2 separate regions of the Danio rerio genome follow, and region 2 is linked to region 1. The links are chromatin contacts, called in public Micro-C maps. All regions are on one chromosome and are shown on one strand. Each heading gives the region's core, a stretch centred on a gene start, on an enhancer-like site or on the middle of the called end of the contact. The rest is flanking DNA. Distances are from core to core; before and after follow the strand shown. Region 1 overlaps rad54b (RAD54 homolog B). Region 2 overlaps pdp1 (pyruvate dehydrogenase phosphatase catalytic subunit 1).

Region 1 (3,629 bases), core at 332-2,831:
ATAATGTTTATTCGGGTGAGTTCTTGATGTGTGTTGCGGCAACAATGGCGATATGGAAAGAAATGATCCTGACGAGGTGCATTTTGCTTCATTTGTGATTGGGTTTAAAAGTTATTTCTCCCAGCAGGTCCAGAGGTGTTTGAGTAGTGGAGATGCTCCAGCTGCAAGTGATGCTCCAGTAGGAAGTAAGGCACTAGCCAGGGTCCTTGGTGCTGCGGTTCCTCAGGGGGAATGTAAGGAAAACCACATCAGGTCTATGCCTGACTTTCCTGAACCCGAAGAATCAGTAAATAAAGACAGGCGCTCACCACCGCTAAACACTCATGCTAGCTGCACAACAACTGGTAAGAACACTGTCACTTTCATATTTTATGTGTCCTTGTTATCATTGAATTATGTATGTTGACTAAAGGCATATGTCAATAAATACTAAGCAGTATGGTTAGTGTAATAAAAAGGTATTTTCATTTGGTTACATAACATTAAATACGCTTGTTAAGTCAGGTGTCTCCAGTCACCATGGGTTCTGGGTTCAAACTGACTATGATGTACCAAAAGCAAAATAATAAAATGATTGTGATGTACACTAACTTTTATGATAGTGAACTCACAGATGACCAGACAGTGATTACGTTTTTTATGATTCTTTAAAATATTGGTGTCTAGTATGGAGGACCAGGAGTGCTGGCCAGAATCAAAAGGAAGAATCAAATTATCAATTTAAATTAAAATGTGTGTAAATTAATCGCTATTTAAAAGGACAAATAAATAAACATATTTAAATGTGTTTATTTAAATTATGTTTTTTAAATGTCATTGAGTAAAGCAATAAATTAATGCATTTAAAAATAACTTTTAAATTGGAAAAGCAAGTGTCAAATAAAGAGAAAAGCATTTGTCAAATGTCTTTTTTTAACTATTTAAATAGTGCATTTACATGCACTTTAAATGATCTATAAATATATGTTTTTATTGTTTGATTAATCAGCGTTTTAAAACATAAATTAAACAAACATTTATAAAATTGTGTATTTATTTTAAGTTATTTTAAAAGCATTGATTTATTGCTTTATTAAATGACATTTAAAAACACAATTTAAATAACCACATTTAAATATGTCTTTTTATTTGTTCATTAAAAATACACATTTTAATGATGCAACAGGTAGAATTATGTCTTTTCATTAGATTTCTTTCATAATTTCTTGTTGATGTTTGATAATCATGTGCCCTCAACATCATTAACCCAGTTCTCTTGTTAACAGTCTAATTAAATGTCTTTTTTTTCTCGTTTATAGCGTTGTTGTTAACTTTTCAAATTGTCGCCAATAATAAATATCACGTTAATAAATAATATAATCTGTTGATTTATAAACGATTACATAATTTGCTAGATTGTTGTGCTCTAAACTCCGATCAATAAAGAGGAAATGTAACTGGTTTAGACGCTTTTTCTCAGTACAGTAGAAGGGGAAAAAGGAAAAGAATTCAGCAAGTGCTCGAGTTGAACAAACTGCGCCTCTATCGCCCTCCTTTAACTTCGGCTTTAACTGAAACTAACCAATCAGGGCGCTCTGTTCGCTTGACTGACAGGCACTATATGTGCGATGCGATCAGCCGCGCACAGATTCAAGACAGAGCAGAGCTGCTTACTACAAGCTGTTAAGCAATTGTCAGCAACTGGTGTCTCAAAAGAAGTTCTCTCTCTCTCTCCCTCACACACAAACTGTCTTTCGAGACGCGTATAATGCGCGAGCTCGTTAAGCGTCAGTTTAATGTTTCCCTCTGGCGCTTCAGCGGGCGCGCGAACTCACTCTCTGCTGTCAAAACACGGACTTAACGCGACTGAAACATAACGCGCTCAAAACGCGCACTCGGTCGTTCGCCGTTAAAAAATGCAACACATGTCGCCGCTATGAGCGGCACAACAGAGCTCCGCTGTTTCTAGACTAATGTAGTCGGGTTTGTTATGTAGGTCAGGCCAGGCTTAAGCAGCTTTACTGAACCTGCGTCAGCTTAAGCTAAAAGGAATTCCAGCAAAGCCCTCCCCGGGTAGGCGTGGGCCTAATCGAGGCTGGCCTAGTTAAGCCTGATTCTTTTTCTTACGTCTGTGCGCTTGAGAGCCAGTTTGTGCATGTGTGTGTTGTTTAACTGAGACAAGCAGTGCAGCAGCCTGCGCACATAAGTGAACAGAGAAAAGAGGAGAAGCAGATCAAACCTAGAGCACTGAGACCAGCCTAAAAGCAGGATGTCTACCTTATTCATGACAAACAGCATGGTTGGCAAGGCTCGCTCCTCTAACTTCACCCTGTCTGAGAAACTGGATCTTCTACGGCTGGTTCAACCTCACATAAGAATTCTGGAGGAGCACACCAACAAACACGCCGTGATCGTCGATAAGAACCGGTGCTGGGACAGCATAGCAGAACGCTATAATAGTTTTGGAGGCGAGAGGCCCCCCAGAACTGCGCAGGGCCTTCGGACCCTCTATAAACGACTTAAAGAAAGTGCCAAGCAGGAAGTTCTTCAGCGCAGCCACGCCCAGCCTGAGTACCGGGGCAGCATCTCGGAGCCAACCAAGCGCATCATGGAAATGATTCCTCAGCTGTTTCACATAGGGGACAAAGAGCCCAGCACACTCCACAGGTGAGATTAAACAGATACACACATACACAGACAAAACAAAAGTAACACTCATCATCAGGGGCATATGCAATTTAAAAAACGAAATATCAGCCAAAGGAGAGTTTAAACCAAATAATAGGTTGTGCAATTAAATCCATTCGTTTGCAATTTAGGAGGCCTAATTGGCTTCGCTGATGTTAATTTAAAAAATAGTGATTAATGCTTTGACTAACTTCTTTCCCCAATGTTGCTAAGTGTCACACACAGCCAATTAGAGGTCAAATTAACTCAAGAGACACCCAAGCATCATTTTGACTGATTTCTATTTTTTTCTGTCATATGCAATCAAAACTCATTGTAGTCTCAAACACTGGCTGTCTTTTTACTCCTGTGCCAGAGGTAAGCTGCAGCGCTGAAGGGATTTGGCTGTCATTAAATGTATTTCCGATGCTGCAGTAATTCCAGGTTTGCCACCGTGTGCCAGAAGAGTTACTTTCCGCTGGCATCTCTGTCTTCTCTATCTTGGACTTTCTGTTGTGTTGACAAAATAACAGGTCTTTTTTTTGGTCTCGGTCACCACATGTTTAATTCAGCTGAGAGCTGTGCATAAATATGATAACTGCTTCATTTAATCACTTGGATTTAATTTCTCTTTAAACAGACTGTGATTACTTTTTGTTATTTATAAGTGAAGTTTAATGGTAAACCCCTTTCTTAGAGACTCATATTTTGAAAATTCAAAAATTGTAAACTCTTGCATTAAGATTAAAATAAAGACATTAACACTGATGGCCAGATTGGAAATAAACATAGTTGTGGTTTGGTTGATTTACAACATTTTTATCATACATATGCTACATTCAAATTTATTTAAACTTTTGACACAGGTTTGTTTAAGGGGGAAAAATGCTTGTTTTAATATTTGCATTAGTGTATGAAAGTTCAATTTAACAGTTATTTACCAGTCTGCCAGTCTATAGTCAAAATTTAGCTTAATGCTAGAC
Region 2 (3,826 bases), core at 442-2,941, 77 kb after region 1:
AGACAAAATATAACTTTTGAAAATGTAATGATTTTTGTGGCGTTGACACACACACACACACACACACACACACACACACACACACACACACACACACACACACACACACACACACACACACACACACACACACACACACACACACACACACACACACACACACACACACACACACACACACACACACACACACACACACACACACACACACACACACACACACACACACACACACACACACACACACACACACACACACACACACACACACACACACACACACACACACACACGTTAATATCTTTATTTTTCTTTAGTCTGGCAACAGTCCAGGTACTTGATGATCAGCTTTTACAATAAGTCAATCATCATGTCAAACTCCACATAATAAATTTAATATCTATAGATAATATCAACAAACATTTAACGTTAGCAAAAAACACAGGCTGTGTAAACAAATATTCCCTACACTTGCATTAAGCTTATATTAGACAACAGAAAATGTTCATTTATGAATTGTGTTTCAATTAAGCTGCATATTCGTACGTACCTGTACGTTGGTTTAATCGCTTTTGATTGCTCGTCGTTTTGTTGGCCATGTGTGTAATTTGTTGACGATTGGCGCCACCAGGTGGAGAACTGCATATATCACAAGTATAAAATGTGTTTACTGGTTTCATTACGTTGGTTTCTTGTTTTGCAGATACCAGGAGAGGATCGAGGTCTGAAACCTTGATGTCCTTGCTCAAAAAAAAAATTAAATAAAAAAAATAAAAGCCCTTGGAGGCAAAATATATAAGATCAAGGACCCAGGTAACATAAATACTGCATTTTGTAGTCTTGCATAAAAAAACGTGCATATCTGGAATAAAAAAACTGATCCAAAAGTTTTTTTTTTTCTAAAATAAACTGACACTTTTAATTCAGCAAGGATGCATTAAACTGATAAAAAAGTATGGTTTTATAAGGGTAAAAAAAAAAAATTGATATATATATAAAAGTTTGAAAATACAGCTTCATACTGGTCCTACAGAAAGCTACATTTAATGTCGTGATTGTAGGCATTTAAGACTTTTGCTCTAAAATTGAAGCGTGGATGGAGACAATTTGTGACTCCAGTACCAAAAAAAAACATAATCTTTTGAAAATTGAGAATGATATGCGTGATAGCTGAATAAATAAGCTTTCCATTTATATATACCTTATATAAATAAATACTTGGCCAAGGTACAACAATTTCAACTTGTCCAAATAACTTACTTAGCAATGCACATTGCCAATCAAAAATGGATTTAAAATAGATTTATAATAGGACATTTACTAAATAAATCTCAATAGAACATGATTTGTACTGAATATTCTATTGACTTATGGCAAAAAGGAAACATTGATTATCTTGATCCATTTTTTGTCTAGCACCAAAAATACCTGAGCAACACAAGACTTTAGTTTTGAGGTTTTGGGCTACATTTAAAGACCTGCAGATATTCTGATCCATATGGTTACATTATACTTCAGCCAGGTTCAGTGGCCTCACAGCCCTTTTATGTAAAACTGCAAGCATGTGTGTCCTAGAACCTGATGATCTCTTGACATTTAAAATTTCAGAACTGCCATGTCATGATAGAGCCTTATGATAGACTGACCTACTTAGTTTGCCAAAAAAGAGACAGTGATCCGACACCATGACTCAACCTCTATCCCAGAGCCAACTTCTTTGTTTGGGCAGCACTGCAACACACTCACCAAGTTCAATCATTCTTACTAAATAAATATGCATTCCTAGCATAAAACGAAATTGCTGTCAGCGAAGGTCACATTGATCTCTTAAGACCACATGCATGTATTCAGTTCAACAAAATACAAAAATCTGACCTATATTTATTTGGTTATAAGAATTTTATTAAAACATTTTAAATACAAAAAGCAAGAGTATTTGCACAAGTCATGCCCATGCACCAGCACATAATAATATATATATATATATTTTTTTAAAACACTCATGACATGCTGCACAGAATTAAATATACAGAACCTTTCAAGCTTGACGAGCTGCAGCATACATTCACTTCAAGTATTAAGCAACTGCTTTTCCAACAAACACGTGTCTATATTTACACTTCAGCAAACCTATACCTTTAGTACAGTGTTAGTTTTATAACACTGCTTGCTGATTGACTATCATCTGAAACATGTAATGTGGCAATCAGCTGTTTGTCCTTGTGCAAGAACTGAGAACATTCTGTAAACAGGCAAGAAAGCACAGAGTTATGGTTTTAACCTTGTTCAATAAACCTTGGGGCAAAAAGTGTTCCAATCTTTATTCTGTGGCCAGTAATTATTTGACGAATGTTATGACGTATGGTAAATTAAATCAATTCAAAAAGCAAATCCACTGAGGTCATATTTTGTAGTGTAAGCACATGGGTGTATTTACTTGTTTTAAAAGACAAAATAAGCACATCTAGTTTGTTGTGTCATTAACCAGGTTCTTTAAATACCTTTCAGAGAAATTCAGCGCAGCTCTAAGAAGCCAAAACAGGAATTTCAGCAAAGGCCAACAGCATTAAATGCATGTTGTTAGCAGTAAAGCCTCCAGTTACATAGCATGTTCAATGAGAACTAATGAACAATACAGAACTTTTTGAATAGATTGTCAGGTTAAAAAAAAACAGGCATCTTTATCTGGATTTGTAGAGTAATGAGAAGATAATTTGGTTGAGCAAAGCATGTTTTGATGAACTTTGAACTCATGAAAAACTATCAACTAAAGGCATGTTGCATTTATAAAGAACTTATGAGTCAAATTTAGAATGCAAATGGAACTAAGATGCAACATTCTGAAAAAAACTATAAGTTCTAAGAAAGACAAAGAATTACTGCTGCTTGTATGACATTGTAACCAACACTTTTAGGCTAAGTGATGGCAACAGCTACTATTACGTTACATTACAACTTAAATCATCTAAAAAAATAATAAATTCTCTTAACATTAACATCAAGTTATTCCAATCCTGTATACATTTCATTTAGTTTATATCTGGACAAAACTCGGGAGCATGAAATTATTCATGTCCCAACTTAAAGTTACTTTTATTCAACTAGCAAGGTATTTATTGACCAGAAATGACACAGGCTTCTCCCAAAAGACAATAAGACAATGTACGACAATGGTCTCAAACTGAATACCTGGAGGGCCGCAGCTCTGCATAGTTAATGCAGCTCCAACTCACACGTGCTTAATAGTAACTAGTAGTCTTGAACATCTTGATTAGTAAGTTGCATTAGCGGTGTTTGATTTAGGGTTGAAGCAAAACTGTGCAGAGCTGCAGCTCTTCAGGAATCGAGTTTGAGACCTTTGCTGTATGATATTTATTTATTAACATTTAGACAAAAAGCTTTAAGTCAGAATTTCACAGAGGTATTAATAATTTTGGGGTTGACTGTATATTGTCAAATGGGGTCTGAAACAACACTGAGTCCAACTAACTTTGCCAGCAGGGCATGTTGTTTTTAAGCGCATAAAGTATTTAGGTTTGGACTAATATAAAGGTGAATAAATGACAGAATTAAAATTTTTAGTGAACTGTCGCCTGAAGCCAACCTCTCATTCATTATACAACACACCTTACAGAGGAATTTAAAAGGACTTATGTGGATACATTTTACTAGCTATTCTCACTCACCGTTTTTTAAATGACCTTTGTTTCTCTTGCCCTTTTCACTCCTGAAGAATTGAAAGCATACAATATAAAAGCTCATTTTGGCACAGTATCATCCCTACTATACAAATCTCTCCTCAGTGCAAAATTAGCTGAACCTACAT

Evidence for each region. Hi-C and Micro-C count contacts between places; a contact is called where the count stands out from the background.
Region 2: a Micro-C map of caudal fin shows a contact between it and region 1, with 4 times the contacts expected there. The contact joins two enhancer-like sites. A contact is called at or near these places in 3 of 18 Hi-C or Micro-C datasets (caudal fin, hematopoietic stem cells and an unstated tissue) and 1 of 4 datasets of contacts at active chromatin or transcription factors (caudal fin).

Annotation. Positions count from the first base shown.
Region 1 is chr16:29,859,225-29,862,853 of GRCz12tu, forward strand. It overlaps rad54b (RAD54 homolog B), which reads left to right. Exons shown (of 15, transcript XR_012392112.1): 3 at 128-344. Among named protein-coding and RNA genes, the nearest start is that of rad54b, 5.9 kb to the left of the region's middle. Within about 2 kb of position 1,582, at least 59 of the 62 cell types and tissues checked have an H3K27ac peak or open chromatin away from gene starts, as enhancers often do. A contact at or near this core is called in caudal fin, where this site is marked.
Region 2 is chr16:29,936,185-29,940,010 of GRCz12tu, forward strand. pdp1 (pyruvate dehydrogenase phosphatase catalytic subunit 1) reads right to left here. Exons shown (of 2, transcript NM_001111158.1): 2 at 3,785-3,826. Among named protein-coding and RNA genes, the nearest start is that of pdp1, 5.7 kb to the right of the region's middle. Within about 2 kb of position 1,692, at least 8 of the 62 cell types and tissues checked have an H3K27ac peak or open chromatin away from gene starts, as enhancers often do. A contact at or near this core is called in caudal fin, where this site is marked.